Linked DNA regions of Gasterosteus aculeatus: region 1 is linked to region 2. A link is a contact called in public Hi-C data. All regions are on one chromosome and are shown on one strand. Each heading gives the region's core, a stretch centred on a gene start, on an enhancer-like site or on the middle of the called end of the contact. The rest is flanking DNA. Distances are from core to core; before and after follow the strand shown. Region 1 holds the start of tfap2a (transcription factor AP-2 alpha). Region 2 has its middle 47 kb from the start of tfap2a.

Region 1 (6,771 bases), core at 303-2,802, 49 kb after region 2:
CACGCTTATTATTCCGACTGTTCTGCGAGCTGTGTGTGTGTGCGTGTATTGAGGGGGGAAGAGGGCAGAGCCATGCATGTGGATCTGCATGCACCTGGGACGGTTTTCTACAAGTCGAGGCTCGAGCAAAGCGCGTCGGGCTGCACAAATTACACGTTCACGTTCAATTTTCATAACGAAGAACGAAATAATATTCAAATATCATGCTGCTGTAAGAAAGAGTCTACATTGACTGAAAACAAATCCGCTCATCCTCGTGTCTCCATTACTTCTCTAGGACGGCAGGCCTATGCAAATACAACCCTGACACACACTTTTGGGCTTTTTAAAAAAAAAAAACTCCCAAACTGTTATTTTAATCCCATTGAGAGCGCGGAGCCTTGAGAGGCCATTCTTCCTGTGTTATGGTAAACAGGTGAGCCATTCGGAGCGGCTCTACAGGTCCATTGACTACCTGTAAGGGGAGGGCTTGCCGGTGTGTGGGGGTTAGGGGGGGGGGGGGGGATGTAAATAATTAACACAACAACATGGCCTTGTTTCATTTGAATGAACGGCCAGGGGAGCCCGGCTCTTCCCTGTCGCCGGCCGAGCCTTCACCTCAGCAGGTCGTGGGTCGGCAGACAGGTCGCCGGCTCTTTCAAGGCGTTGGCTGCTCTCGTTTTAAAAACCCAGATTACCATTTTTGGTGGAGGGCTTGTCTTTTTTTTTTGCAGCAGCAGCAGCAGTTGGGCTATTAATGAGAATGGAGCGATGAAACTGGCTGACAATGACAGCTATGTGCATGTGCGTTTCTGTTGATCCAGCCTGGCTGTCTGTGGGGATGATTTTTCCTCCGTTTTAAAGCAGTGATACTAAAGTTTAGCGTCTCTTTAACCCCCCACACACCTCACAAAACAAGGCCCCGTATTCCAGTGACGAGACCAGGGATGCTTTGGAAACTTGCGAGTGGGAAACACGCAATCCAAATATGGATCCTGTGTGAATATACACGCGAAAGGCTAGACGAATCACATCTCACCTCAGACACGCAACCGCATATTAAGGGCTGCGTTTCATATGAAATACTCCACGACCAAAACCCACGTCTCATGCTTTCCACACATTTCTGATTCAAACACATGACCGTCCGCCTGAATTACAACCTACAACCCCACGCGATCAACATCCTCACTCTTTCACGGCCCCCCAAAAGAAGAAGCGTTCCTTATGAAATAAGTTCTTCGTGTTAGCGTGTGCCTGTGAACTATACACCGACTCTTTTCATGGAACGTGTTCACGAAAGCGGCCTCTTGCTGCACAACAAAAGTGGACATTTTGACAGTTTCCACGGTTCACCCGCCGCGTCTTTGTCTTAAAAGTAAGCAGCACATACCTGCCATTCTCCCATTCTGCCCATAATTGACATTCTGTGTCTTCTGCTGCCTTTGGTCGTTGTCGGTAGATCCGGTTCCGTGTCTATCTCATTGAGCCTCCGGTGCCGAACTGAACCTTTTACGTTGTTTTTTTTTCGCCTGACCGGATCGTCTCACCTGGCCATAAAAAGTGTTGCGGAGTGTTGGCGCATGCGCAGTGCTCCGGGTGTGGACGCGTAAGGAGAAACTACCTGGGGAAAGTGGAATCACCTACGTTGTGTCTGGTTTCTGCATTTGCCTGTTTTGTCTTCAAAGACTACGGATTGGGTTTTTATGAAACAATAAATGATCGAACGAACATGTTTTTAAATATTAGTTATTGTTGAGGAAACTCAAGAGATACCGGAATGCACTATAGCTTAATCATAGTCCCTGCTGTGACTACGAAATATAGATATATTTGCAGAGAGTGTAAATCGAAGCTGTTAACACATCCAGTTAATTTTTCGTTGAGTAACAAATTCTTTGCTTCATGTAAATTTGCATTAAAAAATGAAAAGGAGTGAAAAGCGATGCCGTTTACCTTTCCCCTTAATTTATCTCACAACTAAATTAATAAACATGATATTAAACAAGATAGGTAAATATGGGCGAAAGAAAATTTAAATCAAATCGGTAGTATGTTATAAGAACCGAAAAAGACGTGTATTTATCTTATACTTTCCTCCTGTTAATTGTATATGAATCCTCATTGCAAATGAAACTGTGTCAAGTTAGAAAACTTGAAGGTTAACTGCCAACATCATTACTTCTGCGCAGAGAGCCCTGCTATTGTGAGGGTCATTATTTATTCATCCACTGTTTATTTCTAATACTTATGTAGACCCCCCAGGCCAAGAGCGAATGAGGTCTCCCTCTCTCTGTGTCTCGCACGCGCACACGCGCTACAACTCACACACTCACGCATACAGAGAGGAGAGCAACACGTGCAATGACAGAGGTGATAATGGTCGAGGCTTTAGTCCAAAACCCGTTTTTTGTCCTCTTTCAAGTCCTTTACGGAGCACACACACACACACACACACACACACACACACACACACACACACACACACACACGTCGCTGCAGCTGCGTCGGTTCTCTCACCACATCTAACACTTTATATTAGACATATTTAATTCATACACTGAGATTATTGGACCAACTTTTTGTTGAGATTTTGCATTTAGCCCTATAAATCCTGTTTTTTTGAGGGGGGTTGCATAATTCCGTATCGAATGTAAAGATTTTTGTTTCTTCTTTTTTTTTTTTTTGTTGCAGTGTTAATATTTAAAACAAGCCTTCATGTTTGACTTCAAAGGCGAAGACATTTTAACTACACACACAATACCTGCAGCTATAAAGACCTCTCCAGGACTGTACAAAGGAGGGCTGGGTAAAGAGGGGGGGGGGGGGGGGGGGGGGGAATCAGAAATATAGTTTGGGGCTCTGCGCACTAAAGGGAGGAGTAAGTTTTAAAGCAGAGCTGTCTGACAGTGAGCTACTCTCAGACAGGAGCGGGGGTCCCCGTTGGATATCCAGCCTGTTTGTCTAAGGCTCGGTTTCCAACCACTTCCAGCATCGCACTGGGCCTCCGGGCGACGCTCGGCTTCCTAACATTGCAAGCTGTGTTTAATAGGCGTCGGCAACGGCGGCACCGCAGGCAATTTGTACAGCCATTCCGATTCAGACAAATTACAATAAAATGATTATTGATGTAAGCATTGTTGTAATTGTTATTATTACATATAACATTTTCTATATTGATTTGGTATCCGTTGTGTGTGTGTGTGTGTGTATGAGGGGGATCGTGTCTCGTTGGGAAAAAAAAGAATCCTGTTAATAAACTGGATGAATTACGAATTCAATCTCATTGAGAAAAAAAAAGAAGTAACTTTTCTTACTTCATGTTGTCTCCTCTTTCCCTCGTTTCATTAAAGTACACAGACCTGTGATGGAGAAGCTGGAAAATGTTCTAACAAAGCGGGTATGTTGTTGTTGTTGTTGTTGTTGTTGTTGTTGTGGCAGCTGCACGTGTCAGCCTGCTGAGGACCTGGCGGTCCCGGTACAGGACCCCCCGTGTAGCTCTCAAAGATCACCGCATCACAGTGTCGGTTGAGTGAGAAGGTTTTGGGGCCCATCGTATGGAAACGCTGCTTCCCAACTGTGATAAATTGTGTTATAGCGCCATCTAGCTTCCGGAGATGGATTTAAAACCATATTGCGTTGTAATTGAAACCAAATGAGAATGTGCTCGTGGTGAGCCTTCCCATCGGTAAATTAAACAAAAAAGCAGCTGGTCAAAAGAAACATGTTCAAATCAGTGAAATATACGGGTTTGACCAAATGTCCGGTTCATCAGTCACGTTTGAAATGAAACAGATGACATTCATTGGGTTTGGTTAAACCAGCTTCCGTTCACCTTAAAGCACCTTTCTTTACTAAAGATTTCAGCTCTAACAGCGGTATGTTTTCGCAGTAATCACCCATTAAGGCTCAAATACTGAAAATACATATTCTGGTGCTATGATGTGTGTTTGATCCTTTCCAGACATTTTGCTCTACATGTAAAGCAACATTGGAATGTGGGGCGCGCGGCAACTCAAGTCTTGTCAAAGCTCGGCGATGTGCGATACCTCTTAAATAAAACTTAATCTAATCCTGTAGTGCCACCTTGTGGCGGAAATAATAAAACCAGGTCCCTCCCACTATCCTTGAGCATCCTGAGGTCTGTAGTTTATTTTCACTGCAATGTCATAAGATAGCTACCTGTTTTTTTTTTACAGTAGTAAAGACATCAACAAACATTCTGGCATATCAAACAACAGAGGTGGTTATGAGATTCCTGACAGCAAATGACTTGGAAACAATAGTCTGTTGAACCACGCACATCGATGTGGAAACAGACTTTAATCGGGGGGACGCAAATCCGTCTCAGCAGATCAAATTATATGTTACAAATAAACCAGATGGTAATGTCAAACATGTTCATTGTACACACAAAGGAAGAGAGACAAACATGAGAGGGCCTAGGCATACACAAAATAACAAACCCATAATATAACTTTGGAAAAAAAATCAATAGATGTATTGGTCATTTATTTGCATTGCTTTAGTAAAATCCGCCGTTTCTGAACTCAGCATTTAGTGTACTACCTCTCCAATTGCACTTCAATGGTTGTTGTGAAAACCGGCGTCAAGTTCCATGTTTGATAAGCATAAATGGCCACTGACGCCTACATGTCCCGTCAGGCACCGCGGCGCGTGTTGTGTGCACCAATCATTCGTGCTCGGCAAAGAACAGGCTGCCGTCGGTTGTGACAGAGGACGAACTGGAAGAGCAAGGTTGTGTGCGGCTTAATTTGCGTTTCACGTTTTCTTTTTTGACCGTATCCGACGCTTTAAGCTCGAGTTGCTCCACATTAAAATAAATGGCGCGGGTAATATATTGTGTGAGCTTGCACGAGATCGATACACGCGCGGTTGATACAACTGTTCAGCAGCTAACGTAGCAGTGTAACAGCGGGGGACACCTCGAGTTTATCCATGTTTCCGGTGTTATGTGTCCTCTGGACTCGGCTTAGTTTTCTCTGAGGAAAGCCTTTTCGCTTTAGTGGATAACTTCGGCGCGTAGCAGGAAATCGTCTGAATTCGATAGTGACCGTGAACGCAACGCTAACGTCACGTGTGTTCTCTCCCTCGCCGGTGTCCAGCATGTCTACAGATTACGTAGGATATGGTTATGCAGCCCTCATCGCATCCGGAGGAGCCATCGGTTATTTTAAAGCAGGTAAGTAGAGCACTTTTTAATGTTCTTCTATTCTATGACTTTCTTTGACGCATCGTCGCATCCCTCAAGTTCACAATCAAACTGACGCTCAATTTCTAGTAAGTAGAATTGGGATTACCACATTCCACAAGTAGCTCTGTTGTTCAAATTCTGCATCGTAAAACCAGAATCGATGACTCTCATAACACACCGGTGTGTTGCTTTTTTAAGGCAGTACCCCCTCCCTGGCTGCGGGCCTTCTCTTCGGGGGCCTCGCAGGTTTTGGCGCCTACCAGATCTCCAATGACCCCAAAAACATTTGGGTGTCCCTCGGTTGGTATGCAGATTGTACTGCACGGCGTGCAGATTAACTGTGTGATGAGTGTATACATTAAAAATGATGTGTCTCTGTGGTCGTGATGCATTCTGTTCTTCCAGCCACATCGGGAGCTCTGACCGCCGTCATGGGAAAGAGGTTCTATGGATCCAGGAAGCTCATGCCAGCCGGCCTGATGGCGGGGGCAAGGTATCCATTTTTGTGCCACTACTGACTAAAACATATTCAATTGAAGTCGCTGAGCTTAAAACAAACAAACATTAAAACTTTTCCTTTCTGGTTGCAGTCTTCTGATGGTGGGAAAGCTCGCTTTGACATTGCTCCAGAAACCGCAGGAGTCCTGATGGAGTCGAGATTCCGATGTGTACCCCGTCTTCTGATTCGGGAGGTTCCTGTCAGCATTTGTCATTTACTACCAATGTCATTTTGTAAAGGATCAAATATAGTACCTTGTCTATATAATAGGAATCGTGTCTTGTCCTTTTTGGCTTTTACAAGTATTTATTTATACAAAAGCTTTACAAAATGTTCAGTCAATCAATTGCATAATACAAAGACGTGTGCTTTGGTACACAATAAGTCAAAGTAATCATTTTTGTAGCCATTACACTGTATGTTATGACAATAAAAGCAGAGGAAGCGTTGCAGGAGCTGTTAACAAAATGACTGATTCATGCTTTGTCATCAGTAGTAAAACGATACAATACTTGACAGAGTATAAAAATGAAGTTATGCTACAATAGTTTCTACACAAAACACCCCTAACACTAACATCAGAATTGGCTCGCGCTGGCTCCTTCAGGAATGCAGACCGGCTCGTCTCGGTTCAGCTTAATGGCAAACGTCATCTTCTAAAACACGGCGGCTCCGCGCGCCCTCACAGTTGCACCGCTGGGAGCGAAGCGATGCCATTGTGGTGGGGAAAATGTCTCCCCGAAGAATTGTGCCACTACTTTTTTTTTGTCCCCTGCCAGACTCCTCCATGTTGGATGCAGGTTGGTGTGTGTTTGACTTCCGGCTGACGATGTGTATCACTGGGCAACAGTCGAAACCGGCGGCTGCACAACCTCCTTTCTGAGCTACCGATTTGCACCATATTTGGATGTCCAGTCCACCCGGCCGTGGACCGGCTGCGCGGGGGGAGCTCTGCTCAGGAGATTGCCGGAGGTTTTGCCCAAAGCCGAGTAGCTGCTGCCCTTCATCTGAGTTCTGTCTGCCCTCCTCTTCCAGCCCTCGTAATCTGGAGGAACAAGCCAGTCAGTCCTTTTGTCTA
Region 2 (7,116 bases), core at 794-3,293:
ATATATAAAGTATTATTAGTATTTATATATAATAACAGTATTATTGCAACATTGCAAAATTGTTGTTATTAATAAAGTTGTGTTTGAGCATGGGCAAATAAATCCACAACAAAACGTGCAGTTTGTCACGGAGAGAAAAACGACACAAAAAGAGAAAAAGGGAGGGATGGAGAAAGGGAGACAGGGGCGGAGGGTGGGGGTTGGGGTGAGGGGGGGGGGGGGGGGGGGGTTACCAACCGTTAAAGGGCCAAGCCAGTGAGTTGATTAGGTTCGGGAGAGAGAGAAGCTGCTGCGGCTTTCTGTGCGCACAGACACAGTCTAAGTCCTTTATCATGGGGAGGCACCGGCGTGGCCCCGAGCTATTGCTGGCCCGAAGCGAAGTACCAGAAAGAAGGGGGGGGAAAGAGAGGGAGGAGAGAGAAAAAAGACAGAAAGGGTGGGGGTCTGTCATCAAACTTCATAATAACGCTTTGGGTTTGCCACAGCTGCGCAGTGACCCTTTTATTTTGCTGTGATGGAACAGATAGCTCACTATGAAAAAGTGTGAAATTATCATGTCTATTAATTCAGGCAGACATCCCCCCTCCACGGCTCTGTCATATTCCATCTCTTATCCGCGGAAATATGTGATTTCCTGGCAAATAACTACATTTTTACTTGAGTGAATTTTCCATCGTCGGTTCACAGCAACAACAAAAAAAAAGTCAAAGGATGTCCCGCGTTGTGGAAGCACCGGGTGTGTGTTTATGCACAACACTGCAAGGCAGGCCGACGTGCACGTTCATCTGGCTGCTGTCCACGCGTGTAGGACAAACTGTAGGTTTTTATTTATTTAGCAAAAACGACAATTTGGTTTCCTCATCGAATTACCTTTTAATAACGAAGCCATTTGATACAACTTGCATGTCCCCCACATGTTCAAATCATATCTGAGTTCAGTAAGTCAGTCTTATAATCGTCTTCCTGTTATTATTATTGTTATTATTTGTATTGTTTTTATTGTTATTATTGTTGTTTACTAATGCGTTTATTTATTTACCACTATTACTTCAGCTTACTTTAAATTGGCCCTCGGCGTTTAAGATTCGATCCAAACGCCTTGAGGTTTCGGTAACATCAGTGAAACCCCGCATCGTGCCATTTGTCGCTCCATTTTTGTCTGTCCCCAAACAACAAATTACAGCCACAATGCAGGGTTTCATAAGGTCAACTTGGATGACCACGTGGATGTGTCCTTTTTGCCTTTTGGATAATGCTGGTCCAAAATAGCCACCAACATTTTCATTTGCAGTCATTGCTCATGCGACCGTTTTGCCAATAAAGCCTGCCAACGTGGTGCAACTGTCAATATTAATGAAATTGGCGCTCCAAATGAGATGACCTGACAGCAACAACAAGCATGAGGGGGGAATTCAATTATTTTTAGTAATTTAGTAATAATATATTACTTTATTACTAAAGTAATATATTTAGTAATATTTAGTAATAATATATTACTTTTATATATTTTATATATATAATTATATATATAATTAATGTATGAAGCGTGAGGGTCTGGTTTGATAAATAGTCTGGGGTTTGATACACAGAGAGAGGGAGTTGATTGAAATGGCGTGTGCCCGGCTGACGGGAGCCAGTGAGGGACAAAGCCTCTGCGAAGCCACGGCCACTCGAGCAATTATTCCTCCACGCTGCATTTGGATTAGTGCAATGGAAAGAAGCATATGTTTTGCCCGGGGCAACACTCCCCCCCTGGCTGACTGCGGAAGACGCAGGGAGAGACTCGGGGAGACACACATGGAGAGAGAGTGACTGCAACTAGAATATTAAACTGCGATAACCATAAGTGGATAAACATTAACACAATTTAAATCTACGGGTTTTTTTCATATATTTGGGGATACACAAACACATAAAGTTGTGAACCTCGTCCTCACACCGGATGACAACAAGGGCTCCTTTCAACACATATTACTTATTGTTGATTTAAAAATAAACATTTTCAAAGTGACAAATACCCACATAAATGTGTGCGTGTGTGTATGTATTTTTCTTTGGTTCACGCGTGCATGTGAAGAGTGCACGTGTTCTTGCATGTCAACCAATCAAACGTCTCTGATTGTTTTTTGTGAAGCTGTATTGGACAGCGGAGCTGCAGAGCAGCGCCTATCGGGAGTCCCTTTGTTTATTCAAAGCCACCTAATGTTTTCTAATCGATTACCTAATGTCTCAAGTAATCAAGGCTGATTTGGTGGAGTCATTGACCTCTCTTGGCTTCCGAACCCTGGTTCACAAAAGTGGGCAAGGGGCCCACAGGGGGGGGTCAGCGCCAGGGGAAGGAGGGAGGTGGGGGGGGGAGCAAAGCCCCAAATGACGACTGATGTCAGAGTTGAGGACAATTAGCCATTTTGCGCTTCATTGCAAACTTTAAAGTCATAATTCGATTCCGCCAATAGCCGTATCAAATGTCATTTAGAGGAACCCCGCGTCTTGTCCAAGCCACTTACTATTAAGCCGGCAGTTTGAAATGCGCCCTGAGAAACAAGTGTGAATATTGGCATAATAGGCGGCATATACGTTTGCAGCAATTGCATCGATAAAGTGACCATCTGCTCTCTATCGTGGAAGGCTCTGCCTCTCATAGTATTTCTGGCTGGAATTGTATCAAATTCCAATCACACCAATAACATGTGTAGCAGTGCAGCTAACGAATCCCTGTTGCCCCTCATATCCCACATCTTCCCATGCAGGCAAGCAGCTCCAACCCATCGCCTGCAAGCGGTACAGTGCCGACCGCTGCAGCGACAGCGCTGCGGGCGATTTCGGCCACGCAGACACTCCGGCAGCATCAACTGAATACTTTCTGACACCCCCCTCCCACCCCGCACCGAACATCACTGCTGGCGTGTAAAGTGGACCGATGAGCGCAGCAGTGACGCGCGCGCTCAGCTGGTCGAAGGGGGAAAAGTTGCGTTCACGTGCTTAGCGGACAGTGATCGGTAGAAGGCGAGTAGCTTGCCAAATAAATACAGTAATATAGTATTTGCACACGGAGCATCAATTCGAGATGTGCGTGAATCCTCGATGCAATCGTTGCTTGCAGCTTTTGATTTTAAGGTATAGATTGGCGCCAGAAGAAAGCGCGCGCGTGCGCTCAGGGGTGGTTCGATTGAGTCTTGTCTGTTTGGCCTTCATTACACCTCTGCTGCAAACTATAAATAACGACCAGAGCGCCAGCCCAGTAAACCTGTTTTTTTTTTTTTTTACCAGAGAAGCATATAAAACTAGAAAAAGCATTTCCTGCTGAAAATGCGTTGGAATGCAAAAAGCTGAAAGCTGCACTGAATATTTAAAAATAGCTGAAAATACAGAAAGTTGAAGGGAATTTGAATACATTTGCTGAATATTTAAAAATAGCTGAAAATACAGAAAGTTGAAGGGAATTTGAGTACATTTGCTGAATATTTAAAAATAGCTGAAAATACAGAAAGTTGAAGGGAATTTGAATACATTTGCTGAAATAAAAGATATTAGAAAAGCTGAAATTAATTTGAAATAGCTGAAAATACAGAAATGGGAGAAGCTGAAAGGAATTTCAATAGATTTGCTGAAAAAGCAGAAATGAAAACAGCTGAAATAAATGTGAAATATTGCAAAACAGAAGTTGCAGGAGCTTAAATGAATTTTAAAAAGTACAGAAATAACAAAAGCTGAGATGAATAAAAAGAGGTTTAAAATTGTTTGTAGTAATGTTAGTTGTAATTTGGGTATTAGTACTAGCAGTAGAAGTCGGTTTAGTATCAATAGCAGTAGAAACAGCTGGAATACTGATACTATTAGCCATAGTAGTATTTTTAATAACATTAGTAGTAGTTGTATTAATAGCAGTAGAAATACTAGTAGTATGGTAGTAGAAGTATCAGTTGTAGTTCTACTAGAAGTACTAGTAATATTCGTAGTGGTTATAGTAGTATTTGAAAGAGCAATGCGTATTTCAACGAAACCGCTTCATGGTTAAGGTACAGATAATCATTGAAGCTTTTAGTTTGTAATGATGGAATTGGGTGAGGGGGGTTGGGAAACAGAATGTTTGTTATTCAAACTAAGAAGTTTTTAATTAATAGGCCTCATCACAAACATTACAGTAAAAATTCCCTCCATGGGGCTTTTATTTTGAAATTATTGGATTGGGTGGGGTGGGGGGGTGTAGATAGAGGGAGGGAGGGTGAGAGGGTGAGGAAGGGAGGGGTGGTGAGGAAGAGATAGAGGGAGAGAGAGAGAGAGAGAGGAGAAATAGACAGACATACTGACTGACTGAGTGATAAACAGTGAGAAGAGGTCAGGGTGGAGGGGGGAGGGGGGGCGAGTGTCTTTATCATATTGGTCTGTTGACAGAAAGCATAGCTGCGTCATGTGACTCCACTAATCAGGTCATATAAGCAGCTGTGAGCCACAGACAGATCTTGCAGCCGTGTGAGTGCTCGTAACCACGACAACGGCGCACCTGTGATCATTAACGATCTGCTGCAAAAGACAGAGACATGGCAGCAAGTTACACAGAATCCACACCTCACACAAATGGGAACCAGCGCAAAACTATAACAGCTATCTAAAAAATACGGCGTTTGTATGAGACCCAAGACTCTACCGAACGCGTGGATGTGCGTTTTATGTCTGTCCGGTAATAAATACGGCTCCTATGGCCGTTGACAGAACGTGTACCTTGTGGATTTTTGTGAGAAATATGTCGGCAGATTTGTATTGGAGCCTATGGGGCTTTTGGCAGAGGTTGTGTCACTCAAACACACCTTGCGCCAAAACTAAAAAACTCTGGGATTCCATGAACACATTAATCCAATCAGCACAACCATACCCTCATTAATCTGAAGAAATGAAGCCTCTAGGGTGTATACTTTGGCTGCAAGGACAGAAGTTCCATATTTTTTTAACCAGATTCCTGCGATGCCCCACACTCTAGCCTGCGAGGTCCCGCCTCTAGCAGACGCAATACACACTCATGTAAAAGTCAGAAACGGAGCGAAGAACTAGTGAAACATAATCATTCATTATAAAAAAAGTACAATAGATATGAAGAAGCAGTTTTTTTCATAAAATAGTTGAGACTTGTGTGAACATTTGAGAGTTGAAATGGTGTCTGTAGCTGAAAGATTTGCGAAGCTGAAAAATCTGAAAGTTGAAGAAGTTGAAGAGGATTTAAACACGATCTCCATAGGAAAACCATTAGACGAAATATTCATGATTACTGATTTATATAAATTCAAGCTTAAGAGGTAGAAAGCTGAACATACATAGCCCTCAAGCCAGAAATAAGCTGAATATTTTAAAATTTGAACGGTTTAAATAGCTGAAAATGGGAAGCAGTTGAAAGGTGGCACGGAAGAAATAGAATAAGAATAAGTTGAAACTAGAAAAAGCATTTCCTGCTGAAAATGCGTTGGAATGCAAAAAGCTGAAAGCTGCACTGAATATTTAAAAATAGCTGAAAATACAGAAAGTTGAAGGGAATTTGAATACATTTGCTGAATATTTAAAAATAGCTGAAAATACAGAAAGTTGAAGGGAATTTGAGTACATTTGCTGAATATTTAAAAATAGCTGAAAATACAGAAAGTTGAAGGGAATTTGAATACATTTGCTGAAATAAACGATATTAGAAAAGCTGAAATTAATTTGAAATAGTTGAAAATACAGAAATGGGAGAAGCTGAAAGGAATTTCAATAGATTTGCTGAAAAAGCAGAAATGAAAACAGCTGAAATAAATGTGAAATATTGCAAAACAGAAGTTGCAGGAGCTTAAATGAATTTTAAAAAGTACAGAAATAACAAAAGCTGAGATGAATAAAAAGAGGTTTAAAATTGTTTGTAGTAATGTTAGTTGTAATTTGGGTATTAGTACTAGCAGTAGAAGTCGGTTTAGTATCAATAGCAGTAGAAACAGCTGGAATACTGATACTATTAGCCATAGTAGTATTTTTAATAACATTAGTAGTAGTTGTATTAATAGCAGTAGAAATACTAGTAGTATGGTAGTAGAAGTATCAGTTGTAGTTCTACTAGAAGTACTGGTAATATTCGTAGTGGTTATAGTAGTATTTGAAAGAGCAATGCGTATTTCAACAAAACCGCTTCATGGTTAAGGTACAGATAATCATTGAGGCTTTTAGTTTGTAATGATGGAATTGGGTGAGGGGGGGTTGGGAGACAGAATGTTTGTTATTCAAACTAAGAAGTTTTTAATTAATAGGCCTCATCACAAACATTACAGTAAAAATTCCCTCCATGGGGCTTTTATTTTGAAATTATTGGATTGGGTGGGGTGGGGGGGTGTAGATAGAGGGAGGGAGGGTGAGAGGGTGAGGAAGGGAGGGGTGGTGAGGAAGAGATAGAGGGAGAGAGAGAGAGAGGAGAAATAGACAGACATACTGACTGACTGAGTGATTAACAGTGAGAAGAGGTCAGGGTGGAGGGGGGAGGGGGGGCGAGTGTCTTTATCATATTGGTCTGTTGACAGAAAGCATAGCTGCGTCATGTGACTCCACTAATCAGGTCATAGGAGCAGCTGTGAGTCACAGACAGATCCTGCAGCGTGTGAGTGCTCGTAACCACGACAACGCCGCACCTGTGCGGCTGCAAAAGGGGAGACATGGCAGCAAGTTACACAGAATCCACACCTCAGACAAATGGGAACCAGCGAAAAACTATAACAGCTATCTAAAAAATACGGCGTTTGTATGAGACCCAAGACTCTACCGAACGCGTGGATGTGTTTTTATGTCTGTCCGGTAATAAATACGGCTCCTATGGCCGTTTACAAAACGTGTACCTTGTGGATTTTTGTGAGAAATATGTCGGCAGATTTGTATTGGAGCCTATGGGGCTTTTGGCAGAGGTTGTGTCACTCAAACACTCCTTGCGCCAAAACTAAAAAACTCTGGGATTCCATGAACACATTAATCCAATCAGCACAACCATACCCTCATTAATCTGAAGAAATGAAGCCTCTAGAGTGTATACTTTGGCTGCAAGGACAGAAGTTCCATATTTTTTTAACCAGATTCCTGCGATGCCCCACACTCTAGCCTGCGAGGTCCCGC

Evidence for each region. A called contact is a pair of places that touch in the nucleus more often than the background predicts.
Region 1: a contact with region 2 is called in a Hi-C map of skeletal muscle, with 3 times the contacts expected there. The contact joins the promoter of tfap2a here to the enhancer-like site in region 2. A contact is called at or near these places in 6 of 6 Hi-C or Micro-C datasets (blood and trunk muscle, liver, skeletal muscle and 2 more).

What each region holds. Positions count from the first base shown.
Region 1 is chr21:11,727,128-11,733,898 of fGasAcu3.hap1.1, forward strand. It overlaps tfap2a (transcription factor AP-2 alpha), which reads right to left and starts at 1,553. Exons shown (of 7, transcript XM_040167706.2): 1 at 1,373-1,553. The coding sequence starts at 1,405. It overlaps tmem14ca (transmembrane protein 14Ca), which reads left to right and starts at 4,624. Exons shown (of 5, transcript XM_040166807.2): 1 at 4,624-4,737; 2 at 5,106-5,182; 3 at 5,393-5,494; 4 at 5,600-5,687; 5 at 5,785-5,960. The coding sequence starts at 5,107. The coding sequence ends at 5,842. mak (male germ cell-associated kinase) reads right to left here. Exons shown (of 15, transcript XM_078095744.1): 15 at 5,980-6,738. The coding sequence ends at 6,578.
Region 2 is chr21:11,677,653-11,684,768 of fGasAcu3.hap1.1, forward strand. No RefSeq gene overlaps it. Among protein-coding and RNA genes, the nearest start is that of tfap2a, 47 kb to the right of the region's middle. Within about 2 kb of position 2,044, at least 1 of the 9 cell types and tissues checked has open chromatin away from gene starts, as enhancers often do.